Regions from separate parts of the Mus musculus genome. Here region 2 is linked to region 1. Evidence: chromatin contacts called from public Hi-C data. All regions are on one chromosome and are shown on one strand. The core of a region is the stretch at or near the end of the contact, and the rest is flanking DNA. Distances in the headings are between cores, read along the strand shown.

The links. A called contact is a pair of places that touch in the nucleus more often than the background predicts.
Region 2: a Hi-C map of CD4 T cells shows a contact between it and region 1, with 2.3 times the contacts expected there. The contact joins the enhancer-like site here to the promoter of Tspan3 in region 1. A contact is called at or near these places in 1 of 39 promoter capture datasets (hippocampal neurons), 1 of 484 Hi-C or Micro-C datasets (CD4 T cells), 1 of 115 datasets of contacts at active chromatin or transcription factors (embryonic stem cells) and 1 of 9 other capture datasets (macrophages).

What each region holds. Positions count from the first base shown.
Region 1 is chr9:56,158,408-56,163,672 of GRCm38.p6, forward strand. It overlaps Tspan3 (tetraspanin 3), which reads right to left and starts at 2,663. Exons shown (of 7, transcript NM_019793.3): 1 at 2,393-2,663. The coding sequence starts at 2,455.
Region 2 is chr9:56,322,697-56,327,882 of GRCm38.p6, forward strand. The region is part of intron 2 of Peak1 (pseudopodium-enriched atypical kinase 1); the gene reads right to left. It overlaps Peak1os (a long non-coding RNA gene), which reads left to right. Exons shown (of 6, transcript XR_003948326.1): 6 at 1,932-2,446. Among named protein-coding and RNA genes, the nearest start is that of Peak1os, 84 kb to the left of the region's middle. Within about 2 kb of position 3,220, at least 60 of the 459 cell types and tissues checked have an H3K27ac peak or open chromatin away from gene starts, as enhancers often do.

The DNA.
Region 1 (5,265 bases), core at 1,413-3,912:
TCTCAAGATGAACCTGTTAACAATTCAATGCACTTCCTCCTGGACTTAAACTCTTTAGCAAAGTGAGCTAACTAGTTTAAGTGTGGGTACAATTTCTAAACATTATTGTGAACGTAGTACATTTTAGAGAAAAGAGCCTCTACTGTGGCCTAACAACTGTCATCCCCAAGTCTCATGCCCTTTCCAAGTCTCGTGAAGGCACAAGTTCCTCTAACACCACAGGCTCTAGCAATGGGACAACCTGGGTTTGAACACTGGCCCTGACACTAAAATACTGCTGTCTCTGTTTATACTGTATTGTATTTTCCCCCATTTTCTGCTTAACTTCCTTCTCAACACTCACAAAAGTTTTACTATTACTAACTCAAATAAAAGGTATACTATATGAACAATACAATGTTGGCCTCAGCAAGAACTAAGAAGTTCACAACATAACTTTCACTAGAGTGAATATATTTATACATTTTCCAAAGATTCAGAAGCAATCTTTCAGAATTAAGAATTAACTGATATATATACATTATATATATATACACACACACATATATACATATACACACACACACATATATACATTATATAATAATCTTTTGATTATTTAAAGAAAACCACTCCTGTATTTCCAGGATTTTCTCAGATTAACACAGATAGGCTTTCAGTGTGAATGGCCTAGAGTTCACCTAAAAAACATTCTTCAAAACCAAATAGTTAATGCCATAACTCCACAAGGAACTATTATGGATACAAATTATCTACCTCAAGCCAGACATGGTGGCACACACAAGTAGAGGCAGAGGCGGAGGCAGATGGATCTCTGAGTTGAACACCAGTCTGGTCTACAGAGTGAGTTCTAGGGCAGCTAGCACCACATAGAAAGACCCTGTCCCTAAATAAATAAATAAATAAATAAAGTATCTGTCTCTTAAGGGTCTCATTAGCTACTAAATGTTTTTCACTTGGGATCTCTGAAATTGTACTTTTCCTTTTAAACAGGCATGTAATTTAAAGTATGAGGAACATCTGTTCTAAATGGGAAATGAAATTTCAGGAATCCCAATGTCACACAGGTGATTTCAAACAGCTCTGTCTGAGGCCAATCACAAGTCTCCTGCACAAATAATCACAAGTGCCTCGTTATCCAGATCATCCTTTTAAGCTACCAGCAATTGGGACATGAAAGGTTTCATTCTTTGTTAGAGGCCAGAGGAATGGGAAGTCTTTCCAGAATAGATGTGCATACTTTCCGAGACAGGAGCTGAGTGGGAAGTGGTGGGGGTGGGTGATGATATACTAAAGTATGCTCAGTGGGACTGTTCAAAGACTATCCTGAGTACTGTGGACAGGGAAAACTGCCCATGGCAAATGTTTATAACAAACCTGGGAAAAAGGAAACTTGATCCCAGCCTGAGAACCTGAGGGTCAGTTGGGTCCCAAATCACCAGTAGTGTGCCCATAATTAATAATTTATCAGAAAACACCCAACAGTAGTGTGTGGGTCATACTGCAGTACACTACCAGACTTTAAGTAAGAGTACCAAAGTAAAAAGGTTGAACTGTTCTAATATTAAGCTGTTCTTTTTTTTTTTTTTAAGAAACAAAAAAAGATGTGATAGACGACATTTTTGATAGTTTTTTTTCCTGGTGCAAAGTCCAGAAGGATTCAAGACGGAGGAGAGGGCCAAAGAACAACAGGTTAGTAAAAAGTCCCAGGTGAGATAATGACCTGACTCAAGACAGGTCGGTTATAAGCACTTTCTCTGGGGCCAGGTTTCCCGAGCCCCTCCAAAGAGCAACCTTTTATAGAAGTGAATTGGTTGCTTTAAAAATCTCCTGGCAGCTGATACATTTAAAAGGGTTTATAACCTCAGGCTACCCATCCCCACAACAGCGATTTTCTTGATCAAAGAAATGCTCTGCTGTTTCACGCTGAATCCTTTCCGTTTTCTGGGCTGCTTACCAGCCAACCAACTCTATACAAAGAGCTCTAAGCCGAAATTCCTGGCCCGGGACTCGACAGGCGTCCCCACGTAGCTGCTACATGACCTGGGGACAGCCGCTGGCTCTGCGAGGACTCAGACAAAGACAGCGGACCCGACTCACAGGGGAGTATCCCATTTCGGGCCTGGCGTCCCGACAGACTCAGCCCTGAGAACAGAGCGACCCGCAGGCTCACGCCGCGGCGACCCGCGTAACCCTGGCACCGTGCCAGCGGACCGGAGGCCCCCCGGGACCTCCGGTCGGCACCGTCCTGGCCTCTGCTGGGCCCTGGAAGGACCTCACCAAGAGCTCCGAGGCCGCAGGGCCCGGGCGACCCCTCGGCCGGCTCCCGCGCCCGCCTGGTCCCCACGCGCCGCACAGAGGCCTCCCCTGTCCGGTCTCCCCGCCAGCTCACCCAGAAGATGAGGTTGAGGAAGACCAGCACGGTCTTAGAGGAGGTGATGCCGCATTGGCCCATGGTGCCGGCGGCCGGCGGAGGCCCGGCTGGGCGAGCGGAGCGGCGCTCACCGAGCGAGAAGGCAATGGCGCCGGCGGCTCTGCTGAGAACTGCTGGGCCCGAGCCGCGTTCCCGCAGACCCCCGCGCCGCCCCAGCAAGCACCTCGCAGCTGCGTGCAGCCCGCCGCAGGCCCCCTAGGCCGTTCCCAGGCAACTAAGTCCCGCGTCTGCGGCCGCTTCTGCCAATCAGCGCCGCGGAGAACGAGGTGGCCTCGCCTCTTAAAGGAGCCGACGCCTCCGCGCCTTTTCTTCTGGCCTCTGACCGTCCTTGAGTGTAGAATCCTCTTCTGGGGAATTTCTAGTGGGACAAACACGTTCCCCGTCTTATTGAGTTACTTTTACAAGACCAAATGACTGGAAGACCACAGAATTCTGTTCTGTTAACTACTCTTCCCTAGAAAGACCCACCTCACATGAGGATTTTCGTGACTGCATGATACCTAAGCAGCACCCCATATAAGTTGGGAAGAAATACGGTGGACATCAACACACGATTATGAAGAATTTAGTATGCCAGAAGCTCTGCTAGCTCTGATAAAAAAAAATCATCAGGAAAGGAGAAAACACTGGCGCACTAGCAAAGCAGAGATGGTTGGGCAAGGCAGCCACCCTTTCAGCTCTATTCTTTGGACTGAGATTTGCAATTACAGATACATCTTCATACATGTTGACATGTGCGCTCTTTCCTGTAATCTTAAATGAATGGTAGCAATTAGCACCTTAAAAATAAAAACGGAGTGTGTGTCTGTGTGTGTGTGTCTGTGTGAGCATGTGCGTGTGCACCCACAAACATCCCACAGCACAGAAGTAAAGGTCAGAAGACAACTTTGGGAGTCAGTTCTTTACTTCCACCCTGTGGGTCCCAGGTCATCAGCTTTGGTGGCAATGTGACCTCCGCTCTGCTGGCTGCATGCATATTAGCTTCTTTTAACTATTAGTTCATTCATGCCACTACCCCTCCCCCAGCTTCAGATGACTGTCAGACTAATTTTACTGGTAGGGTAATTAAGGGTTAGAAAGGATGCCAAACTTGCCTGCAGCCACACATAGAAGAGTGATCTAATGCAGAAGCCACCTCAGCCACACACAGTACTTCTGCCACTGTCCTGCACTCTCCCTTACTCGGGACCTCTTTACCTGTCCTCAAACATCTCTTTTTCCTGTAGCCTCCCTGGTTCATCATCTTCCCTGGGCATTCACAGAAATACCCAAGCACCTCAGCATCCTATTCATCTGTATCAAGCAATGTCCATGTTATCAAAGACCCACTCATGTTCCCAAGACCTCACTCTGCACCTATTCTAGGTGATGGCATTCCACCATGAGGAAGAAGACAATGCTTGCCCATGTGGGGTTTTCATTCCAGTAGAAGAGGGTAGATATACCATGAGCAAAGAGGCAAGCAGACATGAGACGCGATGGTTGGGTCAGACCTAGAACACTGTACTGAGTGACAGGTGCAGCTAAATCCATTCTCAGGGAGAGATATAAATAACATCCACCCCTCCTCCCCAGGTCCCAGTGACAAACCTGGGTACACCAATGCTCACTAATATAAGACTTACTTGAGAGCAAAAGGTGAGGAGTTATGAACAGGAGAATGGATGACCTTAAAGCAGCCATTCTGAAAGGTCTGTGCCCAACATGGATGATGTCCCCCAACCCCCACTGAATAGATGGCACCCCCTCCCCTAGTCCTTTCCAAGGCCACAATTAAGGTAGAATTGTATACAACGGGTTGGGAAGAGTGACTGGCAGCTCAGGTAAGGGTCCCAGAGCCCGCCTCACTCCTCTTTGAAAGAATGTCAACTGTGAACAAGCCCAGCTGTGATGATCTTTTGTAATGGGGCCCAGCTGACCTGATAAAGATAGGGGAGTTTGGCTCAGAACATAGTCCCGTACCCCAGGAGGGTACACTCTAAGGAGAGTCCTCTGGGGGAGGATCATATGAAGTGAGGAACAAACCAAGCGATCACTTGGAGAACAGCCCAGAGATAGACATGGCCAGTGCAAAGGCCCTGGGGCAGGATCACAGTTGCTGTGCTCTATGAAAAAAAAAAAGAAAAAACAACTCACCAGAGAGCCTAGTGTGCTGCTGGAGGTCAGCACAGAGAAATAAGTCAGCAAGGCCATGTCTCGAAGATGTCTGTGTGCTTTGTTTTGTTTTGTTTTGTTTGAGGAAGGGTTAGTCTATGTAGCCCTCGATGTCCTGCACTCTATGTAGACCTGCCCCAGACCTCACAGAGATATGCTTCCCTTTGCTGGGATTGTTTTAAAAAGATTGATTGATTGATTGATTGATTGATTGATTGATATGTGCTTTGGGTGCTTTGTCTAAGGGTGTCAGAATCCCCATGAACTGGAGTGACAGACAGTTGTGAGCTGCTATGCAGGTGCTGGGAATTGGACCCAGATCCTCTGGGAGAGCAGCCAGTGCTCTCAACCCTGAGCCCTCTCTCCAGCCCACTATGCTGGGATTAAAGGCATGATGTGGGGAGATTATACACACCTGGGTCCAATCTGCGTATAAAGAGAAGATGCTCCAATCTCTGAGCAGGCTAGTGATATTGTCTGATTGAAATTATGAAACTACCATTTTTGCTGCCCCATACGAGTTTTTAAAAACAGGAAAATCACAGGTCTCTGGTATACTTTGAAAGTCCATGTCCTCGATGCCCCAGCCGTCCAAACCCCAACTCCTCTCTGCTTCCCTCTTCCTATTTCTCCTCCTTGCCTCCCACACTGTGGTGTGTTCTCCCTGTCTTCACCCC
Region 2 (5,186 bases), core at 1,970-4,469, 160 kb after region 1:
TCATGTCAACCTGACAGATCTAGATTCACCTAGGAGACAAGCCTATAAGGAAATTTCTAGACTGGGTTAACTGTGCTGGGAAGACCTACTCTAAATAACTGTGCCATCAATTTAAGGACTGGGACCAAAAGTGAATTGAACAACAGAATTTGCCTCTCTTTTCTTCCTAACAGAGGATGCCAGATGCCTCTGCCACCATGCGTGCATACATGCGTGTATATGAAAGAGGGAGTATGTGTCAGGGAGATAGAGACAGACAGAGAGACAAAGACAGAATTTTGGTTTCTTTAAAAAAAGACAGAACTATTATAATAGGTTTACACTGTAATCCCAGGTGTGGGATGTGCTGCTTCAGTGTCCCTAGCAGCTGACTATGAACTGTCTTGTGCTCTAACAGAGGCATGGTTTTGCAACATTAATATTGCAAATAATTGCAGATAGCTTCTGCAATATGTGGCATTTGGAATTCTGGGGATTTTTCATAAGGTATATAAAGGCCAGGGCCCCAGAGAAGCAGGGCTGGTCAAAGTTGGTCATTTGGGAGGGTTGGTTGCTGTTTGGTAGTAGTCATGGTCGAAGAAGAAACAAAAAGAAAGAAATTAGATTTAAGAATCTCTTTCTCTCCAACCTAGTGTTAGGAATTGAAAGGGTGGAGAATAGTGGAAGAAAGAAGACCCCACAAAGTGGCAAAAGACAGCTATTGAGAGGGACAAGAGACAGGGAGAAAGAGGGACAGACAGACACTGAGTGACTCACTATGCTGCTCAGGTTGATATCAAACTCCACAGCTCAGCCTGAGTAACTGAGAATACAGACACATGCCATCGTGTCCAGCTCCTAACATAACCTCTGTACTACAGTCTCTCTCAAAAGTCCTATAGGCCCAAACATGTTTGCTTTATTATTAAACTTAATAATAGGGGATAGTTTTAAGTAAAAATATCACAACTGAAGTACAACGCATCAATCTCCTGGGAATCCAACATCTCACTGGAAAATATAGTTAGACAGAGCAGGCATAGTCAAAGCCATGAGCTAGGAGCCAAGCCAAACTTGTCACCTGCTTATTTATAGTCTACAAGCTAAAAATAGTTTTTATATTTTAAAACAATTGAAAAAATCAAAAGGAGAGTATTTTGAGCATAAAAATTATATGAGATTTAAAGTTCATTATCTAAAAATAAGGTTTCCAGTTCTTTTGTTTATGTATCATCTCCGGTTGCTTTTGAACTATATAAGGGCATGGGTAAGTAGCGACCAGAGCATAGTAAGCTGACTGCCTGCAAAGTCTCCCTTTATAATTAATGTTTTCCAACTCCTGACACAATCTAAGTTCAGTTCAGTATCACTATCCTCCAATGTAAGAGGAAATACGGTTTAAAATGCTAACGGCCTTAATGGGCGTTTCTCGGTAGGCTTTTTTTGTTTGTTTTATTTCTTTTTGTTCTTTGGATAGAGTGAGAGTAAGAGACAGAGATGACGAGAAGATAGGTTTGGGTGGGTAGGGAGCTGGGCAGAGTATGGGAGGAGGGAGAAACATGATCAAAATATATTATGTGAAAAAAAATTAAATAAACTCTAGGTCAAATAGTTTATTTTAGGTCATTACCCACTGCTACTTTATTCCTTTATACTTGTAAGGAAACGTTAAATAGTATTTTTATATTTACAGTTATTATCCAATAATATGAAGTCAGTTTTATACTAAAAAAAAAAAAAAACCCTTTTTTGTTGAGTTATAAAATTTGTTAGGTATGACACATCATTGTCTTCTGACCAGTTCTGATTTAAAGTTGTAATGGGCTTTTTGAGTTGAAATGTAAATAACATTTCCACAGTAGAAACAAGATTATTCATAACAATAGTGATTAAAAATAGCTTTGGAATCTGAGAGTTTTGGAATTTTGCAAAGGTGTTATAACTCGTTCTAGAATGATTCCACATCTGCTTTTGACCACGAGGGAGTAAACACGTCTGGAATGATCCTCCCACTGCAAACAAGAACCACATGGTAAAGAAAACAGGAAAAGACCATTTCAGACTCAGGCGTGGGGACCAGGACTACAGAGAAGGAAGAAAGAGCTTCCCTCTCCGGCAAAAAGCGGTTTCCACTGCAACGCAGTAAGAACCAAACAGAGCCTTGCAATCCTGTCAACTTGAGCAGAACACTGGAGGAGACCGGTGTGGCTGAAGATCACACAGCAGAGCTGCTGAGAGGGCGAACGGGTTTCCTAGAATCGGGACCGGGTTCCTGAGTGTCAGCTATACGAACACTTGTATGCAACGGTAGCATTTCCCGAAAGGATGAAAGTCCGAGGAAATAAAGTTAACAAGGAATAAAAACATAAATGATTCTCAAAGCTGACACTGAGCAGAAAATTAACAAATTCTCTCTAGCATGAAGGGAAAAACCTTACTGAATATACAAACCAACCAGGAGGACCACAGATGGGCCACATCACAGACACATCACAGCCTTGGGGGAGGGGGGGGGGGACTACTCTGAACTTGTATGGAAGTCATCTGAGCTTAGGCTAGAAGGCAACAAATTAGTATGCAATTAGCAAGTTGTCTTTTAGGGAAAGTCCAATGTTCTTTAAAGAAACAAAATTTAATAGGAATAGAAAATTCACAGCTATCTGTCATTTAATGAAACTACTGGATATTTTAAGAGGCAGTAAAACTGTAATTCATAACCAGGAAAATATCCATCTAGAGACACTAAGAAATGAGACAATTAGCAGGCAACAAACATATAAAGTGATTCTTTAATTCTATTCTTCGAATGGTCCAGGATATGAATGAAAACAGGAACACGGTGAGTGTAAGTGAATTTGAGGATTTTCAAAACAAAATGGACAAATAAAAATTTAAGATTTAAGAGGAAATTGCGTGGAATAGACAAAGAATAGTTTATATTCTGAAGAAAAGAGGCATTGGTGAACTTACAGACAGAGCAACAAAATTTACCTAAAGGGAAGTGCAGAGAGCAAGAGGGGAGGAAAAAAAATTTAAGGGTAGGCTAGAGAGATGGCTTAGGGAGTGAAGGCACTTGCCACCAAGCTTGAAGATTTGATGGCCAGGACTCACATGATAGAGGACTCCACAAAGTTACTTCACAAACTTGCTTTTCGATCTTAACAAGTGTATCATACTTGTTACGTGTACACACACACACCAAAAATCAAAAGAAAAACCAAAAACTGACATAGTGGAAAAAAACCACTCTTGTAAAAACCACATCTTATGAGGCACGATGTGATGCCGTTCTAAGAAAAGAGATGTATTACATTCATAGAGCAAGAACTAAAACAACAAAAGCCAAGGACATAGACTCGAAAATAAACTGATGGTGGCCCAAATGAACCAAGAAAAGAAACTAAACAGAATCTAACAGCATGATTACTTTGAAGGGATGAGTAACAGAGAACAAACTAGTGAGGGGACAGATTCAATACAAAACCTATTAATATATTAAACATAAATTATCTTCCATATCGAGCTAGGACTAAATCCACAGCCTTGTACATGCTAAGCAAGTGCTCTACTACCACAGCTGTACATGTCTTGCTCTAAATCTTCAATGTATAGGGCCCACTTTATAACTGGGTCATGGTGACCCATGTAAGAGGAATGGGACATAGAATTTTGAGTTTGGGCTTGCCTGGGCTACATAGCAAGATCATGTCTCAAAACAAAACAACAACAAAATCTCCAAGTAAATAATTAAGACATAAAATGTTTAAGATCCAAACATATATTATTCCCCTTGACCCCCCTCAACACACACACAAAAATAAGGCAACAGGTTTAAATTAGAAAGACAAAAACCCTTTAATGTTAATATGGAACAGCCCCATTTATATAAAGTACAGTAGAAGACTTATTGTCAGAGATTGAAGGGCATTTTAGAGTCTACAAGAGAATTTATTCAAAAAGTGGGGAAATCCTAAGTGTGCACGCCAGAGGTACAAAATGAGTGAAGCAAAAGCTGTCAGAAACCATGGGCAGATGCCAGCACTGCAGAAGACACCAGATTCCCATGAACTAAAAGAACAAGTGTTCCAAACACACAGGAGGGAGATCTGAGAAAGCTGAGCATCACTGAACACTGAGCATCGCTCAACACAGAGCATCACTCAACACTGGTCCACAGCAGCGCAGCGCCTTTAGGATGACCAAGGCGTTTCTCAGAACACACCGCTGCCTCAACAAGAATAAGGCTGTATAAACCGAAGGAACGGAAACCACATGAAATCAAGTCAGAAAACAGCAAGAGAGAGATTCTACAAAGCCCCAAACATTCAGAAATCAAACAATATACTTCTAAAATAATCTATACAGTAAATGAGAAAATCATAGGAAAATATAAAATAATTTGAGTCAAATAAAAGTGGAAATCTAAATACAAAATCTGCGAGATACTTCTCCTAAGATGTTCTGAGCACATTTATAGTTTCTTCTACTTTTATTAAGGAGGTAAAAGACTAAAAGCAATTGCCTAAGATTCTATGGGGTGGGGGAAAGCAAATTAAATCAAAATAAGTGGATAATAACAAAAACTAAACAAATAAATAAAATAGCCAGCCGAAAACCAGAGAAAAATCCATGAAACTGAAGACTGTTTTGTTTTGTTTTGGTTTTTTTTGAGCAAGTATTAATAACACTAAGAAATCTGTGGCTAGACTGAACAAAAGAAATCAGTACTGAAGCAAAGGATGAAAGAGAATTCATTAACAATAATGAGGCTAACACTTCAGAAACACCAAAGAGAAGCCATAAGGGAACTTCAAGTGAAATGGTGAAAGTCTTCAATTTAACAAAGAAAAGTGTTCCATGCTGAGTTACTAAGATCTGCAATAGGGACAGAAGATGGTTTATTTACAGTATGACAAGTGCCTTTGCTTTCAGCTTCGCACTGGAGGTCCCGCCCAGTGTCCCCTACAGACAAGGGCAAGGGGCACTGCTACATAAAAAGATAATATGATAGCAAAGGAATGCAATGTTGGCTACAGGAATCTAGGTGTGATGCAATGCCACAGAACTATATACTCATTTGCACCAATATTGGTTTCTTGCCTTTAATACTGTATTAGTCAAATAAGGTGTAACTAATAAAGGGAATAGTGCTAACAGGCCTCTGTGCATTATGTCTGTAACTTCCTAATTTGTGAATTCTTTTATAA